2 separate regions of the Mus musculus genome follow, and region 1 is linked to region 2. Evidence: chromatin contacts called from public Hi-C data. All regions are on one chromosome and are shown on one strand. Each heading gives the region's core, a stretch centred on a gene start, on an enhancer-like site or on the middle of the called end of the contact. The rest is flanking DNA. Distances are from core to core; before and after follow the strand shown. Region 1 overlaps Sp1 (trans-acting transcription factor 1). Region 2 has its middle 19 kb from the start of Sp1.

Evidence for each region. Hi-C and Micro-C count contacts between places; a contact is called where the count stands out from the background.
Region 1: a contact with region 2 is called in a Hi-C map of trophoblast stem cells, with 2.2 times the contacts expected there. The contact joins two enhancer-like sites. A contact is called at or near these places in 16 of 39 promoter capture datasets (3T3-L1-derived adipocytes, the C10 cell line, the HPC-7 cell line and 12 more), 11 of 15 datasets of contacts at CTCF or cohesin (CD8 T cells, the G1E-ER4 cell line, the NIH/3T3 cell line and 6 more), 240 of 484 Hi-C or Micro-C datasets (the 3T3-L1 cell line, 3T3-L1-derived adipocytes, the 63-12 cell line and 125 more), 39 of 115 datasets of contacts at active chromatin or transcription factors (the 230-238 cell line, CD8 T cells, the HPC-7 cell line and 26 more) and 3 of 9 other capture datasets (adipose tissue, embryonic stem cells and liver).

The regions. Positions count from the first base shown.
Region 1 is chr15:102,420,195-102,425,057 of GRCm38.p6, reverse strand. The region is part of intron 3 of Sp1 (trans-acting transcription factor 1); the gene reads right to left. Among named protein-coding and RNA genes, the nearest start is that of Sp1, 16 kb to the right of the region's middle. Within about 2 kb of position 3,422, at least 9 of the 459 cell types and tissues checked have an H3K27ac peak or open chromatin away from gene starts, as enhancers often do. A contact at or near this core is called in trophoblast stem cells, where this site is marked.
Region 2 is chr15:102,384,366-102,389,310 of GRCm38.p6, reverse strand. No RefSeq gene overlaps it. Among named protein-coding and RNA genes, the nearest start is that of Sp1, 19 kb to the left of the region's middle. Within about 2 kb of position 2,475, at least 11 of the 459 cell types and tissues checked have an H3K27ac peak or open chromatin away from gene starts, as enhancers often do. A contact at or near this core is called in trophoblast stem cells, where this site is marked.

The DNA of each region.
Region 1 (4,863 bases), core at 2,173-4,672, 35 kb before region 2:
ATCCCATTACATAAGGTTGTGAGCCACCATGTGGTTGCTAGGAACTTAACTCAGGACACAGACAGTGCTCTTAACTGCTGAGCCATCTCTCCAGTCCCGTCTCTCTCTCTCTTACTTTAATCTGACATAAGGTCATGCTATATTTGCCCAGGATGACCTTGAAGTCCTAGGTTCAAGCAATCTTCTGACTCAACCTCCTGAATAAGTACCTGAAAGACTGCCAAGGGACTACAGGTTTAAGTTTACATAGCAGTTCCAGGATGACCTTGGCTAAAGAGTGATACTCATGCCAAATACGAAGCCAAAATGACATCAATATCATTCTGGAATCTTTTCTCCACCCCTTTTAATAATAGTTTTAGAACAGTTTACTCTTAAAACATGGTACTACTAGTTAAGCAATGAGATAAATTAAAGATTGGCCTTCCTGTGATGAAAGTAGATAGGAAACCAGAGGCACAGTGTAATGACAGTCTTGGCCAAACCCAACTGTTGCCTCTAGCATCAATTTCTGAAACAACTATGGATGTTAAACATCTTTTCAGTTTCTTCTAAGTAAAGAAGTGTGGCTAAAGCCACAACCTTCCAAGATCACTAAGAGTCAAAACCTTATTCTTTGGGGAGAAAAAAAAAAATCTTGGGAATTACTAAAGTATGATGAAGACATCATGAACATCAAGAACTGTAAAGCAAAAACAAAACACCTTCTAGAACTGATCCGAGGGCCTCCACACAATAGACAAGTATTCTACCATTCAAAAAGCTAGTTTCTATATATTTCTAAAAACTCCAATTAGGCTTCTAGATTCCCATCTCTCATCTTGCTGTGAAAAACACGACAAAAACAAAAAAACAAAACAAAAAAACAAACAAACTTGGAAATTAAAGGGTTCACTTCATCTTACAACTCTTAGGCCATACTCCATCCTGACAGGGCAGAATGAGGCAAGAACCAAGAGGCAAGATTGACTTAATCTCCAAGGCTTCGTCATCCTGCTTACACCATACCCAGCTCCCACTGTGCTGGGTCCTCCCATATCAAGTATTAATCAAGAAACCTACAGACTTGTCTACAAGTGCCTTTAATCCCAGCACCTGGGAGGCAGAGGCAGGCAGATTTCTGAGTTTGAGGCCAACCTGGTCTACAGAGTGAGTTCCAGGACAGCCAGGGCTACACAGAGAAACCCTGTCTTGAGAAAAAGAAAAAAAAAAAAAAAAAAAAAGAAAAGAAAGACACACCAGAAGAGGGCACCAGATCCCATTACAGATGGTTGTGAGGCCACCATGTGGTTGCTGGGAATTGAACTCAGGACCTCTGGAAGGGAAACTAGTGTTCTTAACCTCTGAGCCAACTCTCCAGCCCCAGGACCTAGTTCTTATAATAGGTCTCTTAACAATCTTATAGTCCTTAGTCTGTAACTTCAGCTCCTGGGTATCCAACACCTTCTGGCTTACACACACACACACACACACACACACACAAACACACACACACACACACAGAGGTAGACGTACAAGTACACATAATTTTTTTACTTCCTCCCTTCATGTTTATCTCTCTCTCTCTCTCACACACACACACACATACACATACACATTTATATACACACACCAACACAGAAACACAAGATTTCAATATGGAGGCCTGGAACTTAGTGATTCACCAGCTTCTGCCTCCCTCATACCAGTATTAAAAGCATGTCCAAGCCTGGCGGTGGTGGCACACGCCTTTAGTCCCAGCACTTGGGAGGCAGAGGCAGGCAGATTTCTGAGTTGGAGGCCAGCCTGGTCTACAAAGTGAGTTCCAGGACAGCCAAGGCTACACAGAGAAACCCTGTCTCGAAAAACCAAAAAAAAAAAAAAAAAAAAAAAAGCATGTCCAGTCCCGGGATAAAAAAAAAAAAGTTCACCATGAGCAGGAAAGACAACTCAATCTGGAGTCCCTTTACAGGGATTGCCTAAGACCATCAGATAAAAAGATACTTACATTATGATTCATAATAGTAGCAAAATTACAGTTATTAAGAATTGAAAATAGTTTTATGATTGGGAGATCACCACAACATGAGGAACTATCATAAAGGGCTGCAGCATTAGGAGAGTTGGGAACTAGCTCAGATTATTGGCTGCTCAGAGGACCTGGTTTTGATTCCCGGCACACTCATGGCACTTCACAACCATTTATAACTTTAGTTCCAGGGTAGTCTTTCCATCAAATCTAAATATTAATTTTAGTTTTGTTAATGTTCCCTAACTAAGGCTTGAGTTTTGACATTTATCATTAATATAAAGGCAAAAGCTGATGGCACACTGATGATACTCTCCTGGACTCCTCTGGTACTCAGCACCCATGTACATAAACATGGGTGTACAAACACAGTCAGGCAAAACACCCATACACATAAAATAAATTTTAAGCTTACAACTAAGAAAATCCATGCTAGGAATAGTAGAACATGGCTGTCATCTCAGCACTACCAGGCAGGTGCAGGATAGTGAAATCAAAACCAATCTGAGCTATAAAGTGAGATCTTGTCAAGCACATGAACAACAAAAAAAGCTGAGTTCATAAGCATGATGGGAAGCCTTACTTTTCCCCTTGTATCTTCTGTAATTTCTCTGTAGTTAAAACATTTAGGGGGTAGGGTATGGGGGACTTTTGGGATAGCATTCTAAATGTAATTGAGGAAAATACATAATAATTTAAAAATATTAAAAAAAAGAATAAAACAAAAAAACATTTAGACTGTAACATTCTCTTTGGTATATTACTTTTTTTTTTAAAAAAACTGAAAAACTGCCTAGGTATGGTTAGAGAAGGCTCAGAGGGTAAGAGCACTGACTGTTCTCCCAAAGGTGCTGAGTTCAAATCCCAGCAACTACATGGTGGCTCACAACCACTTGTTTTTTTTGTTTTGTTCTGGTTTGGTTTTTGGTTTTTGGTTTTTTTTTTTCAAGACAGGGTTTCTCTGTGTAGCCCTGGCTGTCCTGGAAGCTGGCCTCCAACTCAGAAATCTGCCTGTTTCTGCCTCCCAAGTGCTGGGATTAAAGGCGTGCTCCACCACTGCTAGGCTTCACAACCACTTATAATGAGATCTGACATCCTCCTCTGGTGAGTCAGAAGTCAACTACTGTGTACTTATGTATAATAATAAATGCATCTTTGGACCAAAGCACGCAAGTGGTGCCAACCAGAGCGAATGTGGTTGACCAGAGCAGAGCGAGTAGAGGTCCTAAAAATTCAATCCCCAACAACCACAGGAAGGCTCACAACCATCTGTACAGCTGCAGTGTACTCATATAATAAAATAAATAAATAAATCTTTAAAAACAAAACAAAACAAAAAACTACCTCAAAGAAATGGGTAGCTTTCCTTAGAGCTAAGTAATCAGCAAAGCGGTGTTAATGGCTTTCACCAGTAGATGTCACTGTGACTAAATGAGACAGCGTTTTAAACCTACCAGACCTTTAAGAGAAAAAGGGACTGCTCAGATACTAGAAACAGAAGATATTTTGAAAGTCTTTCCATCAAATCTAAATATTAATTTTAGTTTTGTTAATATTCCCTAACTAAGACTTGAGTTTTGTCATTTATCATGAATATAAAGGCAAAAAAAGCTGATGGCACACTTTTTATTACAGTACTCCAGAGGCAGAAGCAGGTAGATCTGAGTTTTTGGCCAGCTTGGTAGAGTTGAGTTTCCAGGAAATCCAGGGCTTCAGAGAAAAACCGGTCTTTAAAAACAACAACAACAACAAAAAAAAAACACAACAACAACAAACAAGCAAACAAAAAAGAGAAAAAATGTAGTTCATGATGCTGATTGTCTATAATTCCAGCACTCAAAAAGTGCAGCTGGCAGGAATTCAATGAGTCACACAGATAGGGTCATAAACAAAACAAAGTAAGACAAAAACCTGCCTTAACTTCCCAACTGCAAGGATGATAAGCATGTGCCATTCCTGGCTATTGTGTACTTTCAGTGTCAATTCATTCTCTCTCACAGCAGAAGCACAATAAATTTATAGAAGTAAAAATGGTACTCAAAGCTAGGTGTGGTGGTGTATGCCTTGAATCCCAGCACTGGGAAGGCAGAAGGCAGACAGATTTATGAGTTCAAGACCAGCCTTGTCTATATAGGGAGTTTTAGGACAGCCAGGGCTACAGAGACACCCTGCCTCAAAACAAACAAAGTGAACTATTTCCAGCACTCAAGAGACTAAGGCAGGAAGATAACCACTGAAGCCAAGTATGGGCTACATAAAATCCTGTCTCAAAAAATAAGTACACAAACAGAAGTATTCAAGTGAACTATTCTAGGTTTCATTGCGAACCTGCAGCTACAACATGGAGGCTTAAAGAACCAAACTTAGGGGTTAAAGAGATGGTTTTATTCTTTAAAAAAAACAAAACTGCCTACTCTTTCAGAGGACTCAGGCTGGATTCCAAGTACCTACATGATTTCTCACAATCATCTTTAACTCCAATTTGGCTTCTGTGGGCACATGGTGCTAAGACATACAAAATAAAATAATTATTATTTTTTTTTTTTTGCTTTTTTTTAATGTTCAATGGTGTTTTGCCTGGATGTATGTACATGTTAGGGTGTCAGATAGCCCGTATGGGAGCTGCAATGTGGGTGCTGGGAATTGAACCTCTGGAAAAGCAGCCAATGCTCTTAACAGCTGAACCATGGCTCCAACCCCCAAAATAATTAAATCTTTAAAAATAAATGAAAAAAAAAAGAAATAAAAGAACTGAAACTTAATTTTTTTTTGTTTTTTGTTTTTGTTTTTTTTTGAGTTAAAATACTTCTAAACTAGGCTGGTGAGATGGCTCAGTGGGTAAGAGCACCCGACTG
Region 2 (4,945 bases), core at 1,226-3,725:
ACAGGAGATCTACATCTTCAAACAAGGCCACACAATTCCTAAGTCTCCCCAGACAGCACCACCAACCGAGGACCGAGAGTTCAACTAATCCTTATCCTATGGGTGACATTTCTCTTTGAACCACTAAGTAAGAGCCTAAGAGATGACTCAGCAGTTAGGAGCACCTGCTGTTCTCTCAGAGGATCCAGGTTCAGTTCCCAGCACCCACCTAGTGATTCACAACCCTGTGTAACTCCAGTCTTGACCTTATCTTCTGACCTCTGTGGACACTGCCCTTGCATGATGTGGACAGAAAAAAGTACATGTAGGCAAAATGCCCGTGCACATAAATAGAAACAAAAGTTAAACCACAACAAAGTTTCTTATTTAATGAGAAGAGTCTTGCCCTACTTCCAGTTTGCTATCTCTGCTTCCTTTGTGCAGTTGAAATCTGAGTCCTGTGGTCCTGCTCTGGCTGCCATGCCTGCCTTATGCCTCCCCAGACATCACCTCCCCAGACATCACCTCCCCAGACATCAGGGATGTCTCCCCACACATCACCTCCCCAGACATCAAGGATGCTCCCTCGGGAGCTTTAAGTCAAAGTAATCTCTCTCTCTTATAAATTGCTTTTGGTCATGGTGTTTTATCCCAGCAATGAAAAGTAACTGATCCTATATCCTTTGGGAACCTCTGCTGGAAAAGTAGAATGGAGTCTAAAATAATGGCTCTTAATTAATTTGTAACCTCAATCACTATGGAGATAAGACATAATGTAAAATATCTTGTACCTGCTTTATGATACATTGTGGTGGCTGTGGTATGGCACATCAGAGATGTTTGTAATAATGTTATTTTCTTCTTTTTTTTTCTTCTTTTTTTAAAATTTATTTATTTATTATATATAAATACACTATATCTGTTTTCGGACACCCCAGAAGAGGGCCTCATTAGGAGTGGATGTGAGCCACCATGTGGTTGCTGGAATTTGAACTAAGGGCCTCCAGAAGAGCAGTCAGTGCTCTTAACCACTGAGCCATTTTTTCAGCCCCCTTTTTCTTTTTCTTTTTCTTTTTCTTTTTCTTTTTCTTTTCTTTCCTTTTCTTTCCTTTTCTTTTCTTTTTTTTTTTTTTTTTTTTTTTTTTGTTTTTGTTTTTGAGACAGGGTTTCTCTGTATAGCCCTGGCTGTCCTGGAACTCACTTTGTAGACCAGGCTGGCCTCGAACTCAGAAATCTGCCTGCCTCTGCCTCCCAAGTGCTGGGATTAAAGGCGTGCTCCACCACGCCAGGCTCCGGCTACCATTTCTTAAATTATACTTATCATATAGAAAGCAAACATTTAAAAATAACATTATGGGCTGGAGAGATGGCTCAGCAGTTAAGAACATTGACTGCTCTTCCAGAGGTCCTGAGTTCTATTCCCAGCAACCACATGGTGGCTCACAACCACCAATAATGAGATCTGTCTGATGCCCTCTTCTGGTGTGTCTGAAGTCAGCTACAGTGAATTTATGTATAATAATAAATAAATCTTAAAAAAAAAAAAAAAGAGGGGCTGGTGAGATGGCTCAGGGGGTAAGAGCACCCGACTGCTCTTCCAAAGGTCCGAAGTTCAAATCCCAGCAACCACATGGTGGCTCACAACCACCTGTAACAGAGATCTGATGCCCTCTTCTGGTGCGTCTGAAAACAGCTACAGTGTACTTACATATAATAAATAAATCTTTTAAAAAAAAAAAAAGAAGAAGAAGAAGCCAGAAGCCCGGCGTTCTGGCGCATGTCTTTAATCCCAGCAGAGGCAGGTGGATTTCTGAGTTCCAGGACAGCCTGGTCTACAAAGTGAGTGCCAGGACAGCCAGGGCTACACCAAGAAACCCTGTCTCGAAAAACCAAAAAAATAAAAAATAAAAAAAAGAAACCCTGTCTCAAAATAAATAAATAAATAAATAAATAAATAAAATCTTTAAGAGAAAAAGAAAGGAAGGAAGGAAGAAAGGCAGACACATCATCCGTGTGTATTAGACTTGAATTCTTTGCTTCAAACATGACAAGTAGACTCAGTAATCTCAACACTCAGGAGGCTGAAGCAGGAAGGTGATGAATTCAAAGCCAGCCAGGTATGAAGGCAAACACCAGTAATTCTGCACTTACATGCCACCAAATTCTCACATATGTCAAACAACAACGACAAACCAAGCCTGTGGTCCAAGCCTGTGGACCAAGAAGCAAGAGGATGAGATAGAGGTTTTCCTTCCAGCGCTGGGCCCGCCTCCTCATTGAGGCCAGCTTAGGCTATGTGCAGCTCTGTCTGAACAAGAAAACAAGAGCAAGCAAGATTGACTGGATCCCGGAATCCTCGCGCTCAGAAAGTACAGTCAGTCAGGTCAGAAATTCAATACTCTTAGATCTCAAACTCAGAAACTGTCTCCCTTGGTACCTGTGACTCCGCCCAGCACTACCCACCCCGCCCCCTACCCGAAGCCCCGCCCCATGGGTGTGGCCTTTCTTCCTTTCACCAAGCCTGATCCCCATAAAGCTCATTTTGGCTACCCGGGGTTCTTGGCCCATAGCCACCTCTCAGTAGGTGGTTCCTCTCTTGCTCTCCCTCTCCCTCTCTCCTTTCATGGCCCAGTTTACTCGGCTGGCCATGATGAACCTGAACTCTTCCCTCTGCCTGCTTTCTCCCTATTCTATAATAAAAATATTCATCATGTCTTCCTCTTTTTTTTTTTTGGTTTTTCGAGACAGGGTTTCTCTGTATAGCCCTGGCTGTCCTGGAACTCACCCTGTAGACCAGGCTGGCCTCAAACTCCGAAATCCACCTGCCTCTGCCTGCCCAGTGCTGAGAGAAAGCCGGGCGGTGGTGGGTCTTTAATCCCAGCACTTGGGAGGCAGAGGCAGTCAGATTTCTTGAGTTTGAGGTCAGCCTGGTCTACAAAGTGATTGGGAGGCAGAGGGCATCCAATCTCATTACAGATGGTTGTGAGCCACCATGTGGTTGCTGAAATTTCAACTCAGGACCTCTGGGAGAGCAATCAGTGCTCTTAACCACTAAGCCATCTCACCAGCCTTTTTTTTTTTTTTTTTTTTTCAAATAACATCCTGCATGGTGTGTTCCAGGCCATCATGAGACTATCTAAGACCCTTCTTCCATCAAAACCAACCAACCAAACAAAAAAATCCTGCCAGTATTCTCAGAGATTGTTTCTGAGTGTGGTAGTATATGTCTGCTATCCCAGAATTTGGGAGACTGAGGCAGTGGGGTTAGAAGATCCAGTAGACAATGAGCTACGTAGTAAGTTTTAGCTTAGCCTGGCAAGTTTGTCCAAACTATGTCCCCAAGTCCCCGTGTGGTCAAGGATAGATATGAGTATAGCAGAGCTATATAACTTGCAAAGTTACTTCAAACAATTTGAGAGACTGGTTATGTGACCTAGTGGATTAAAAAGTGCTTGCTGTGTAAACATGGGGGTCTGCATTCAGATCTCTAGCAGTGTATAGAAGCCAAGCATTGAAGAGGGCACCTGTAACTCCAATGCCAGGGACAGGCTGATCCCTGGGGTTCACTGAAGACCTAGTCGAACTGAAAGAATGGGTTTCAGGTTCACAAGAAACTCTGTCTCAGAAAAATATTAGGAAGACAGAGAAAGAAACCTAATTTTAGCCTCTGGCTTCCACAGGCCTATGCAAATGCATGTTTGTGCATGTGTGTGTGTGTGCGCACACACACACACACACACAAATAAAATAAATTTCAGGAAAAGTATTCAGCTGGGTGGTGGTGGTGTAATCTTTTAATCCCAGTACTTGGGATGCAGAAACAGGTTTGAGGTCTAGCCAGGTTACAAAGTGAGTTCCAGGGCTGGAGAGATGGCTCTGCGGTTAAGACTGCTCTTCGAAGGTCCTGAGTTCAAATCCCAGCAACCACATGGTGTCTCACAACCATCTGTAATGAGATCTGATGCCCTCTTCTGGTGTGTCTAAGACAGCTACAGTACTTAGATATAACAATAAATAAATCTTTATAACAAAAACAAAAGCAAAGTGAGTTGTTTTTTTTTTTTTTTTTTTGGTTTTTCGAGACAGGGTTTCTCTGTGCAGCCCTGTGCTGTCCTGGAACTCACTCTGTAGACCAGGCTGGCCTCAAACTCAGAAATCTGCCTGCCTCTGCCTCCTGAGTGCTGGGATAAAAGGCATGTGCTACTAAGCCCGGCTTATTTAGTTTGTTTGTTTATTTATTTATTTATTTATTTATTTATTTACTTATTATATCCTTATTATATATCCTCAGATACTCCAGAAAAGGGCATCAGATTGCATTAAGGATGGTTGTGAACCACCAGGTGATTGCTGGGATTTGAACTAGGGACCTTTGGAAGAGCGGTCGGCGCTCTTAACCACTGAGCCATCTCGCCAGCACCTTATTTAGTTTTTTTAATTACTGCTCCTCATGAATATCTTTAATTCCAGTTTGAGAGAATCTGAAACCTGCTTTTAGCCTCCATGGGCACCAGGCATACATGTAGGAGAAACACCCATACACATAAAATAAAAATAAGGATTTATTCAAAAAGATGCAAACATATAATTTTGATATGTAGTTAGTTCCCTTAGAGATGAAGAATTAGTTCCTTGACACACATTTCTCTTAGACTTCTCCACGAAAGAGGGAGTTGTCAGAAACATCCTTGTGCTTTTTTTCCTTTGGTCTCATTTATTTAGTGATCAAAGGGTTCTGGGGCGTGAAGGTGGGAAGGAACTGAAGAGATTGGATCTAACCTCCCTGGTAGGGCTGATCTCCCTAGCCTCCTCTTTGCTAAAAGTATTAACTCATTTTGTTTGTTTGTTTTTGACACAGGGTCTCATTTTGTTCCTCTGGCTGTCCTGGAACTCATTGTATAAACCAAGCTGGCCTCAAACTCACAGAGATTTTCTTGCCTCTGCCTCCTAAGTGCTGGGATTAAAG